Regions from separate parts of the Gossypium hirsutum genome. Here region 2 is linked to region 1. A link is a contact called in public Hi-C data. All regions are on one chromosome and are shown on one strand. Each heading gives the region's core, a stretch centred on a gene start, on an enhancer-like site or on the middle of the called end of the contact. The rest is flanking DNA. Distances are from core to core; before and after follow the strand shown. Region 1 overlaps LOC107912978. Region 2 holds the start of LOC107912974 (protein RGF1 INDUCIBLE TRANSCRIPTION FACTOR 1).

What was found. A called contact is a pair of places that touch in the nucleus more often than the background predicts.
Region 2: a Hi-C map of leaf shows a contact between it and region 1, with 2.1 times the contacts expected there. The contact joins the promoter of LOC107912974 here to the enhancer-like site in region 1. A contact is called at or near these places in 5 of 34 Hi-C or Micro-C datasets (anther, callus and leaf).

Annotation. Positions count from the first base shown.
Region 1 is chrA07:19,288,267-19,294,595 of Gossypium_hirsutum_v2.1, forward strand. It overlaps LOC107912978, which reads left to right. Exons shown (of 10, transcript XR_005930464.1): 4 at 1-846; 5 at 924-1,218; 6 at 1,759-1,924; 7 at 2,238-2,346; 8 at 2,425-2,608; 9 at 3,500-3,552; 10 at 3,647-3,871. Among protein-coding and RNA genes, the nearest start is that of LOC107912978, 7.3 kb to the left of the region's middle. Within about 2 kb of position 3,620, at least 4 of the 9 cell types and tissues checked have an H3K27ac peak or open chromatin away from gene starts, as enhancers often do. A contact at or near this core is called in leaf, where this site is marked.
Region 2 is chrA07:19,338,393-19,344,721 of Gossypium_hirsutum_v2.1, forward strand. It overlaps LOC107912974 (protein RGF1 INDUCIBLE TRANSCRIPTION FACTOR 1), which reads right to left and starts at 3,625. Exons shown (of 4, transcript XM_016841370.2): 1 at 3,294-3,625; 2 at 3,006-3,185; 3 at 2,690-2,923; 4 at 1,608-2,188. The coding sequence starts at 3,299. The coding sequence ends at 1,937. LOC107912973 (a long non-coding RNA gene) reads left to right here and starts at 4,897. Exons shown (of 2, transcript XR_001688376.2): 1 at 4,897-5,274; 2 at 5,516-5,865.

The DNA.
Region 1 (6,329 bases), core at 2,370-4,869:
AGATAGACCATCTAACGCTGACAGTGATGGGAATAGAAGTGAAGAAAACCGAGTAAATAATACACATGATGCAATAGATGGATTAAATGACCGATCTGAATATGAGAATGAGGAAACTGATAATGGGAGGTGTGTGATTGGTACAGCTGATTTAGAGGTTGAAACTGAAGTAAGTCAGCAAGCAACTTCTGCTTGTTTAGAAGATCAGCAGGAACAAGTTTTTGAGAGTGTATTCAGTATCTGGCAGGGGTCGGCCAGTGTTGAGTCTAATGAAAGCAGATATGATATTGGACAAGTCTTTGATGGGCCCAGGGAAGAAAGTCTTGCTGATGAGTCGTCCCTTGAAACTTTGCAGAATGAAGCTGGAGGACAAAGTAGTCTACAAGAATCTGGTGAAGTATCTTATGAACGTTCTTTCCAAGATGGTGAGAGAAGTAGGACCTCTTGGTTAACGAATATTGTACAAAATGTAGAAAGGGTTCCTGTTGATCATATTGATGGCCAAGAACCTGCTTCTCAAGCTGAACAATGGCAGGAAGAGGATCAGGAAACTGAGGATGCAGACTGGCAGGAAGCTAGTGTGGACCATAACGAGTTGATGGATGGTCGTAATGAAGAAGCCTCTGACATGAATCATGAGGACGGTGAGAGTGAAAATGGAGGTTATGATGATATGCAAGAAGCTCCTGATGCACAACGTGAGGATGGTGGCTTGCACGACACTAGACAAAATTGGTTTGAAGGGTCTTACAATCTACAAGCTGCCACCATTGGAAGAACAGACACATTTTATCTTCCTGATGATGACAACTTACACAATACTGAACTGAGGGAACTCTTAAGCAGGTCTGAATTATATAACTTTGGGTTTATGTATTTCATTTTTTTAGTTAGTATTTTCTGAGTTATTTTTAATGTTGTAGGAGAAGTGTGTCTACCCTTCTTCGTAGTGGTTTTCGTGAGAGCCTTGACCAATTGATACAATCATACGTGGAAAGGCAAAATCATGCATCTATTGACTGGGATCTGAATGAAGCAGCTCCTACTCCTGAATCCCTTGAACAAGATATAGAACAGCAAAGCAGGGATCAGAATGAGGGTCAGAGTTCTCCAATTGCTCCTCCTTCACCCAGGATGCCATCTACGCAGCCACTCTGGGACCAGGATTCTCACATCTATAATTGGCAACCACATGATGGGCATCAGCGCTTTGCCATCGTACGTGCTTTCTTCTTGCTTGCAACTTGATTCTATCCCTGATTATCTTTTGAGAAGTTGATTAATCAACTATCTGTGAAATTTTTTCTTTTTAATAGATACTTGGAATCAATGGTTTACTAAAAAAAATATTTTATTTTTTGTTATTTAATTTAAAACTGCTGTTCGATATTGCTGACTCAGTGATCTCATGACAATTATGCCTTTGTGGAAATTAGTGTTAAGCTTCAACAAGTGTAATTGTTAAAATCGGCTAGACCCACCCAAACAATACATGCTTTTGGACAGTCAAACTGCAATATGCTTCTTCTTTTGGATTTAACCAAACTGCAAAATACTTATTGCTATCTTTGGGTCGCAGAACAGTTTCAGTTTGTGCTTCATTTGCAATTCACTGAATGCCAGTATTTACTTGACTTCCATTGGTTTTTTTTTTTAATTTTTTTTGGGGGGAGGGGGGGGGAATTATTTGAGCTTAAATCAGTTCAACAACAAACCCTTTGGTCTCGTGATTGAGTTTGTGCTGCTAATTTTGTGCAGGAGTGGGAGATAATTAACGATTTGAGGGTCGACATGACAAGACTGCAGCAAAGAATGAATAACATGCAGAGGATGCTGGAGGCCTGCATGGATATGCAACTTGAGTTACAGAGGTCAATAAGACAAGAGGTTTCTGCTGCCCTGAACCGGTCAGCTGGTTCACAAGGTTCTTTTATTTCTTCATCCCTAAATACTAGCACATCTGCACATTTGTGTCAAAATTCCTTCAGGTTTATTCAGGGAAAGTGAATTTCCCTTGCTCCTGACTCGAGGCTCTTTCTCTCCTGATTATTGTTTATTGTCATATCCTCAGCAAGCTATGTGTCCTGATTTGTCCCGTTCACTGTTTAAGCCATCAAGATGGAAAAAATTTCCAACACCCACAAATTAGTTATTGTTGATGTTCTAACCGTACGCTCTTTGCTCTATAATTGAGGCTTTTTCTCATCTTTGTTGATCATTGTGGTATTCCTCTGTAGGTATGATTGATGATGACTTGCCTAAGGATGCATCATCTAACTGGGATAATGTTCGGAAAGGAATTTGCTGTATATGCTGCGAAAGCAATATCGATTCATTACTATACAGGTAAATCTAATCTCATACATAAATTTTCGTATTGATTTTTGAGGCCTCAACATTTCTGTTATCATATTATTATTATAGATGTGGACACATGTGCACATGCTCAAACTGCGCCACTGAGTTGGCTCATGGTGGAGGGAAGTGTCCGATGTGTCATGCACCAGTAGTTGAGGTCATCCATGCTTACTCAATCCATTAATAAAAGTGAAAGAAGAAAAGAATCTGGATCAACAATTATAGAATCTTTCATCCTCGCCATCTCCAGGTATCTTCTTTTTTTTACCCTATTCTTGAATTTCCCCCCAGTGATTTGACGATGTACAGTACATAAACTATGTGTATGATTGAGAACAAAACATGCTATCTTTGATTCATTATACTACAAATCAAAATAAAAACTGGAGTGTAAGATTGCTAATCTATACAATTTCACAAGGTGATGAATATTTCTGGTTATAAGAATTAGATAACCGATTCTGCGCTCCAGAAAGACCCTTTGCCATGTCTTCTTCCTTTTTAAATTTCATTAAAATTAGACACGGGTGAACAAACCAAGTAAACCCGATAAGTTGGTTTATTCAATTAGTTGAATCAGTTTCCTCAATTTATTTGGTTTGAATATGAAAGTCAAATAAATCAATTTGTTTTTTAAATAATAAATATTCAATCTCCAATCCAATATTCAAGTACTCTATGAAACTTGACTCAAAATATATTCACCCAAAATATAAAATATAAACTCAAATAATTAAATACCTAAATAAATAATCCAACCTAATCAAGATTTTTGGAAGTCGAATTGGTCAAATCTATCAGCTCACGATCTGATCAATTCGGTTAGTTTGACTAGTTTAATTGGTTTTTAAATATTTTTTTTCTAAAATAAAATAGAATAAATAATAAATGATGTTATAACTTGAAAGCCCACCTTTTGATTCGGATTCCTTAAGATACTTAGAAGTGGGAACTCTAAGCAATATCAATTTTCCTTCTCAATATTCATTTCCCTTTCATTCTAGTAAACAAATTGGTACTCTAAGCAACAAAAAATCATGAAGAGATTCGGAAGAGCTATAGAGAAGAAATCGAGACCCTCGACTGCAAAGGAGAAAATAATTGTATAAAACTCAAAAATTTATTATGTACTGATTTGCAGGAAATGAGAACTTAGAATGCAAGGGCCTTTGTTATTTTTTAAGGAACCCGACAGTGAGTACTCTTGAATTTTTATTTATTTATTTGGGCTTTCTAAACCTTTAAAAAATTAGGCCAACATAAAAGCTTTTTTTTCATTTTGGCCCAGGTTGTTTTAGCCCAAAATATACAAGAATGGTTCGACATCGATCCATCCGGACAGCGGTTCATGGTCTAATCGCGATTTTTAGTGCTTCATGATCCATCTGGTTTCTTTTTTACATTACACTCAATGAATATATTGATCGATTCTTGATTCAATTAGTTCAATTGGCTCAACTGGTTCGATTCTAAAACCTATCAATTTAAAAAAAGTGCTTTGAATTTAAGTTTATATATATATTGATATTTCATATTTTATATTCCATTTATTTAGATCATGCATGTCAAGTTTATAGTAATTTTTTTAACTATTTATTTTATGTTAAAAACTTTCAACCATTAAATATTTATTAATGTTGACATTATTTTAGATCAATATGATAAATATTTCATATCAATTTAAATTTTACATACATGACAAATATAATTATATTGATAAATTTAATAATTATATGAATAAAATATCATGTGAAATCATATTAACTTAATGAAAAACATCCACCTGCATTTTTGTTTTGGACCCTCAGATCAAGTGGTAAAATTAAAACATGGCTGGCTTTAATTAACTTCATAAAGCATCATTGCCTCCACCTTCAACAATACCACAATTACAACCCCAAATTAAATCTGAATTATGCTACAAGGCAATAATATAGGTATATAAAGAAGATTAAATACGTTCATCATTAAGAAGGTGGAGATGATTGATGAGTAGGCCCAAAGCTTTATGTAGTATAACATTTTTTTGGCATTCCATTAACGCTTTCATTTATTTATTTTCACTTCTCGTCTTTACTTTGGGCATATTCTGAGCTTATTTTATCTGCAATGAATCCAAAAAGGAGTTGTAATTCTGGGGATAAATTGAATATTTCATGGAAAAACAGTAAATAAAAGTAAGTTCAACTTTGACTGTTCATGGAAGAATAAGAATGAGATTATATTGCTAAAGGAAGATGGAGAAGGACAATCATGTGATTTAAGAAAATTTTACAGAAAGAAAATCCAAAAGGTGATAGTCAATTGATTTAGTATAGAGGTCAAAAGGAATGTTTTAGTATAGATTTAAACCATGGAAAGACCATAATTTTGTTGGAGAGAAATCGCTTATGGTTTTAAGGAAGGAAACAGAAAAATAGCACAAGATAAATAAATAAAAAAGAGTGTTACTTTTATAGGAGATTGAATGAAGATTCTTTTGTTAAATTTAATAGCATGGCATTTCGAAATAAAAATAACACTCATTAAATAGTTGGCGTGATGTTATAATTAATCTAAATTTGATAAAAGTATTCTAATAGTGTTAATAATTAGATTTACATTTTAAAATTAAAAATCTAAATTCTTTAAAATAAAAATAGTATGAATAAATTCTAAATAGAACAAGAGTACAATGACCCAAAGTATTTTTTTAATCATATATATATATAGGGGAGGGATCCATTACACCGGTGTAAAACTTAAAAGTAGTTTTACATCATTTCATAACTTTTTTTATACTATCAATATTTTGACAATCCAGCGGTTGAATTTATCAAAATATTTATACTTGTTATGCATGTAAATTTTTTAATTGATCCGATACCTTTATCATATCGATTTAAAATATTATCTATCTTAACATTTGAAAGTTTTTTTAACACAAAATAAATAGTTAAATTATTAAAAATGTTAATAGTATAAAAAGTCATGGACGACTATAAAACCACTTAAGTTTTACACTATTATAAACGCCCTTCAATTGACTGGCTTAAAATTTCAATATAGAGAAAGATCCATTATAGTGGGATCTCATTAGATCCAAAAGAAATCTAAGGCTGAAATTGATCATGCTGCATTGGATTTTTGGGAAAAGTGTAGTAAAATGTTGAAAAATGTGTGGCAACCTTTTAACCTAATAACAAGTTGCCATCCGTTCACCTCAACCAGCCAAATAGACACTCCAAGAATCACCTATTAAAGTCACCTTGTAATGCTAACAAAAAATGACCAACAAAATTAACACTAATAAAACAATCCAATGAAAATAAAAACTAGCAACTACAACCTTAAAAAAACCTCTATACTTAACTGTTCCACTAAGTTCACCAAAAACAATTAGAATACTAAACAAATTAAAGCAGTTTACTGCAAGTATACAAGTCGAGTTGTAATATTTGTGTACAATAGGACATAAAGTATTCCGAGGATCGAATCCAAAGGATTGAAAGGAAAAATGTGATCCTCAAGAAGATAATGAGCAAAGCAACTACTAACCAAATTAAGTCGAGAATTATTAATGCAACCGAATAGAAATTGTATTAAAACTAATTCTAAATTAACAAGTGAAGACACTAATCTAACCCTCTTCCTCACTATAAATGATGTAAATGGTTGAAACGATGGTCGATTGATTCGATTATCACTAACTAAGCTAATAAACATATCCTGATTATATTTTTTGCTACTCCCAACTAGGAATCTCCTCTAGGCCTTATCCTAAATTAGGAATTGCCACATAAGATCTTCTCTTGGTTTCACCTAGGCATGTTGATCTGTTTTTGGTCTTACTACTCGGTACAATCATACCAAATTCTTACTCAATAAATTCTATTCTCGATCTCATTTATCTAGATCTTCCACTAAAGATGTCAATTATAGTGTATTAAATATTTTGATATAATTGAACAACCAATTAATCAAACATAGAT
Region 2 (6,329 bases), core at 2,375-4,874, 50 kb after region 1:
ATCCATGCTTTAATAAAATGATTTGTTAGGTGATCCAATCACACCTAAGCCAAAAAAGATTAGTGGCGACTCTAAACTTTCGTTTTTAAAAGTCGATCCCCATGTTTTCAAAATAAAAATGGTTTCGACACAATATTTCACACACAATTGCATGAGTTTTAATGAATTAGGAGAATATATATTAACTACCTTCAATAAAAAAAGAAAAATATATACTAACTTTAAAAAAATACTTTTAAGATTTTATTGACCAAAATAAAATAACCATTCATATGTTAACACATTTACACCTAGGATATCTCAAGCATTGGCACGAAATTGTTGAGCCTCAAGTATCCCCTAAATGCTAAGACTCTTAATTTTTTTAGCAGTTTAATCTTATTAAGCCAAAGCTAATTGCACACCAATTTAATTAGTAAAAAATTTAAAAATAATTCTTTTTAAAAGTAGTAAATATTTCTATAATGATATTTTTGTTGGGAAAGTTGTTGTTCATTCTATGTCGTATTATAACGAGATTATTTTTCTACTTAGGCCATCGACTTGAATAGGCTTCGTTTGTGTTTAGTTTAGTCCACTTGAATGTGGCATAGTTGAAAAAGTTAGAAGTATTGGTCGACTTAGGGTACTAAGACTCCCAATCGAATTGGTTGAGGTGATTGGATAAAAATGAAAGTATTATTATTAAAATGCTATTTTTTAGAGATAAATATCAAATTTACTCAAGAGATTTTTGGAGCAATTGAAGGACTGATTTATGAAGACTTTTATGTGATAAATACTCAGGATAACTAATGGGATAATTTTAACTTTTATATTGGAGTTGAAAATTTATCAAAACACTGTTGATTGACCACTCGAAGAGGCCTATAAATAGGTTGTTTTGTGCCACACATGAAAAGCAGTTTTTGCAATGTCTTTGTCGACAGCTTTGATGTGTTTTCTAGTGATTATTTTGTGACACTCTTTTAGGTATTATTTGAAGAGGTTTATTGATTGTATTGTGAGGTATTTAGGTGAGTGATTTGTGACATCTGGGGCCGGTATTGAAGCTGCAATTACTTCTTTATATAAGGGTATATTGAGCTTAAGCCAATAGGTGATTTGGACAATTGTTGAATAAATCATTCATTGGGCGAAGCTCCGCAAACGTAGGACCCTTGTGTTTGAATTGCATTAACAGAGATCGGTTGTGTTGATTTTTTCTTGTTCTTTTTTTTTTTGCTGCCTGCTTTTGCTCTAACTATTGTTACAATGAACGTTAAGCAAAATTAATTTATCAAATAGATAGGGTAATTGTTTTTTTAATTTTTATCTTTTTTAGATTTTTATATAAAATTTATAAAAATAATTTAAATCTAAAAGAAATCTACACATGATTAGGACTTGAATCAAATACACTAACATCCTCTAAACCTTAATTTTATCATTTCAACCAAAGTCCCGTTGATTTTTTTTATGCAATTTATTTTATAAATGTAGTTCTTACATTAAAATTTTAATTATTATAAAGATGCATTCTATTATAGTTTTAGTAACTAAATTGATATACCATTAAAAAGAGAGAGGAGATTTTATAATTATTACAAATACAATACAAGCATAACCAAACTAATATATGAAATACATTCGAATAAGACTTATGTACGATGCATTTAAACCCAGAGTATTTTTGGAGAAAAAAACTCAACATAGTAATTATGCATAGTGGGAATTGATTTTGAACTTGAACGTGATATAGCACTAAAATTTAAAATTTATACCAATAAATAGAAATTTATAAGGTATAAAATAAAATGATTATTAAATAAATACACATATATGTAGGAATTGAATCTACACAAGTGACGTGATAAGAAGGGTAAGTAAATATAATAAATAATTAGGTAATAGAAGCTAAGAGTTGCCCTGTATTAAAGGGTAAGTAGAGGTTTGACTAGGAAGCGAAAGGAGCCCTATGAGGGATGCCTTTTCTTCTCCTGGAATTAAAATGAGGAGGCGTGGATGCCGAAGATGTATACATTTCTTGTGGGCTTCTTTCACGCAATTCTTCATCATCTCCTTGTTGTTTTGATGCCAATCTTGTGGCCGTAATTCCTTCTCTTCTTTGTTTCATTGCTTCTTCCTCATTCTTCGTGTTGCTTCCAACCACAAAGCTCGTGTCCCCCTTTTTCCTTATTCCTACAAGCTGTATTATTTTAAACCCATAATCTATTCACCTTTTACCTATAACCGATTTCTTCTTTTTTTTTTCTTTTCAAAAATGGCAAAATTCAAATTTAAGGATTTATTTTAGATGGTTTAACCATGCCCTTATATGACTATAGTCTGGAGGAAAATTGGTGAAAATAGATGTGTTTATTAGTTAGGTGTTGGATTTCTTACTTGATGTTTTGACTCTATCAATCATGAATCGATATCATAAAAATGGAATGATATTGGTTTATCCTAATCCCATATGCACATGGCAAAAACGTGACCAACATTTGAGGGGAAAATGAGAGAAAAAATAACTCCGGTTGCCTTAAAATATGATATCTAGCAAGTTTACCATAATCCCAAATGCATATGGCAAAAATGTGAGAAAGATTTAAGGGGAAAAAAATGAAAGAAAAATTATTCGGATTCAACCCCAATTGGTTCATGGGTTAATAAAGTCAACAGGTTTGAGATTCAAACTTGAACTAACCTTGCAACCCAAAGAACAGAAACGAAAGGGATCCAAAAGGCTCCTGCTACAAATTTCACACAAATAAGAAACCCCTTTGCTGCTGCTGCTGCTACTACTAATCTTTGGTTGGGGTCTCTCATTTAGGAAAAGAACTCTAGCACTGTTGATCACATATGTTTGCACTCCACTTATATCCAATACCTTTTGAATTTCCGCAACTCTTACAACATCATGATATGATGACCGTCTGATCTGCATTCATCTCATCATCTCAAGACCACAAAGATTATATACATCTGAAATGACCAAGATTATATATTATCTGTTGCAATACCTGAATTACAAGATGATCTTTGTGCCTTGAGGACCGGCAATAAAAGCAAAAGGCGTCGTCCATGCAATCAAGGCAATACATATTACATTCGTTTCGCGGTGTGTCTCGGTGTCTGGAGCAGATGGTGAAGAATGCAGTCGATAACAGTGATTCAAGCCATGGCGGTACCATCATTTCTCCCTGTAATTTCATTTTGCAGTGTAAACCATCAATGAATCCAAAAAGAAATGAAATGGGCAATTTTTTTTTTTTTTTGTAAAATAAGAATCAAAGTTAAGTTCTCATTACCATCATTAACAAAGACGATTAAATGCGAAGAAGAAGAAGAAGAGAGAAAAGGGGTTTTGAAAGAAGGTGAAAATGAAACATAAGAAACATCAATAAAACAATCCAGGATTAATTAAAAGGTAAAGGGTGGACCGAGAAAGGCACATAAAAAATGTGTAGAAGGCTTAATAGTGTAACGGTTTGGATTAAAAGATGGTAGGTTAAAGTGGGTTTTTGACCGTTGGATATGTGTGAAGGGGATAAAAAAAAATATTAAAGGTCTCTTTTTATGAGCTTACGCAATACTTTGGTTCTTCCTTGCGTCTCTTTGTAAGTGACTACAAAATTGGTGTATTGCACTTGGGCGGGTCAAGCCCCTTTATAAGAAAAACATAAAATAGTCACGGGTTAATTTGATAATTCTAAAATAAAATAAAGGTTTCTAACCCAGTTAATCCTACCTCCAAGCTATAGATGGTTTATCAATCAAGTCCTTTAATTATTAAAATCATCAATAACATGTCAAATGTTCTAAAAAATAAGTAAAATGTTACCTCACAAAAATAAAGTAAAATTGAAAAAAGAAAGAGTGTATGATAAATCTTTTGTAAAAGCTTCGAAAAATTTCAAAATTAATATCTTTAGAATATCCATTTTTACAACATTTTTTTTTAAACTTTTCTTTTCAAATTAATGTTTAAATTTATGGTTTTAGTAATGGAAAGATATTATTGATATAACTTCGATAATTTAAATATGTATTTAGAATGTTTTAAAGTTTGAAGATAAATTTAGAATAAAGGATATAATACAAAGATATCTGGTGCAATTAACTCAAAATAAAATAATGGCTAGTGAATTTATTTTAAATTTTATTTGAAATACATTTTAAAAAAATTTAGATGATTTCTCATTTATTATTATGAAATTTTATTCGGTAAGAGTATAAAACATTAATCCATGTATTTTATTTTTAAAAAAATTGAAATCCAGTATATAATTAAATTTGATAATTTTTAGGGATAAATTTTAAAATTATACATGAATTTCAGTCTAATATGTAATTTTATATATAAACTTTGATTTTGTGCATTTTTATACATGAAATTTTGATTTGATTCAATTCTCAAAAATTTTTAACACAGTTATTGAAATACCATTATTTTATGTTTATATATTGCATATGGAAATGATTATATTTATCCCATATAAAAATAAATTGATTTATTTATTTCTTCAATTGTGTATGATTGAATCAAAATTAAAGTTTTAAATATACATTTTAACCACAATCGAAGTTTCATGCGTATAATTGAGCTAAATTAAAGTCCATGTATCAAATTACACATTGAATCAAATTTCATGTATAATTTTGAGATTTATCTTCTTCTTTTTTTTATGATAAGTTAGATTTGATAATTTCAATACAATATAAAAGAAGTTAATATGCTGTTAATCCATGTACTTTGACAAATTTTGAAATTTAGACTATGTACTTAACAAGTTAAAAATTAAGTCCTTTTCATTTTTTCTTTAATTTAAGAATTTTTGTCCAATCATTAAAATCATTTTACAGCATGTTTGGTTGACTGTAATGCTAAACCATTACAGCCTTATTCAGTGGGCCCAACCTTATTACATTGTTTGGTTGGCTGAATTGGCTATTACAGCCCTATGCATTACAGCCTTATTCAAGAAAAATCACTGTTTACAATTCCTGCCTCCCCCCACCGAATACCAATTCAGCATTAAAAGTTTTCATCTTTACCCTTCTCATTTCTTTTTCATCTGAGCATTTTCTTCTTTTTTTTATTCACCTCTGATTCCCATTTCCTTCCAACAGTCCTCTTAGCCTCCACAAATTCATCCTCAAGCTCAACAGTTTCAATTTCCTCTTAGTTTTCTCGAGAAAATCTGACTTCGGTGTGAGAGGAAAGGGCTATCGATCCAACACCCAGATGTTAAATCGATGCTGAATCGAGTGAAGCAGTTCGCTGACAAGGTAAGACTTTGACCTTCTTCAATCGAAATTAAGACCCCCATTTTCGTTAACTATCCCAGATCCCCAAGAATATTGTTTTAATCGAACCCTATTAAGCACTTACATACTATTGTCATTGATAGGTATAAGATGTTTTTAAGATTACTTGTTGGAATTGTTAATAAATTGTATAGAAAGCTTGTTGATTCGGCAAAGGAACAATTAATTTGGGTTAAAGAAATGGTTGATGTTTCTTCTACAGGAATTGATAGTTTGTTAGTGTGTTTAATGAGGCAAATTGTTGGTGGTGATTTTAGTGATAGGAATCTTTGGTTATTGGAAAAAGGTCCCATTGCACTCTCTGCTTTCTGCCCATGCTATGCAAACACACGCAACTGCACTCTGTTTTGGACGGTACTCATGACATGGCAAAAAAAACACTAAAATCTTTGCAATTTTCATAATTTTTAAGGTTTCCAGATCCTGTATATGGGGTTCTAAAGTTTGCTAAGAGAGCATTAGACCACATACTAATTTTGTTTCTTGACATTGTTTAATGTAAGATCCTATATATCAAGATTGATATTTGTCCAGAATATTTATCTGGACTCATATTGCATATGCAGACCATCCCATTTTGATGTCAACTAAGCTATATTAACAGATAAAACTGGTCTTCATTTCTTGCATGCCTTGATCCTGTTTTTCTATCATTAATTATGAGCAATGGATTGTGTTTTAGATGTTGTATTGGGACATTTTCTGGGGTTTTCAGAACTTTCAGAGCAAAAGTGTTTTCTAAAACTGGACCGGTGGTCAAGCTTTTGGTTCGCTAGTTTGATTTGACCAATTTGTTTAATTTAACTAAATAAATCATTAAAAATTCATTAAAAAATTATAATTCAACTAGTTCAATTGCCTGATTTAATTGGTTTATATCAATTTTCGAATTAATTGGTCAGATGATTTTCTTTGGATTCGTACTTTGGTTAGTTTCTAATTTAATTGGTCCGATTGATTGGTTCGATTCAAATAATCATGGTGTTTTTTATTTTGAATGGGCTTGTCTTATGGTT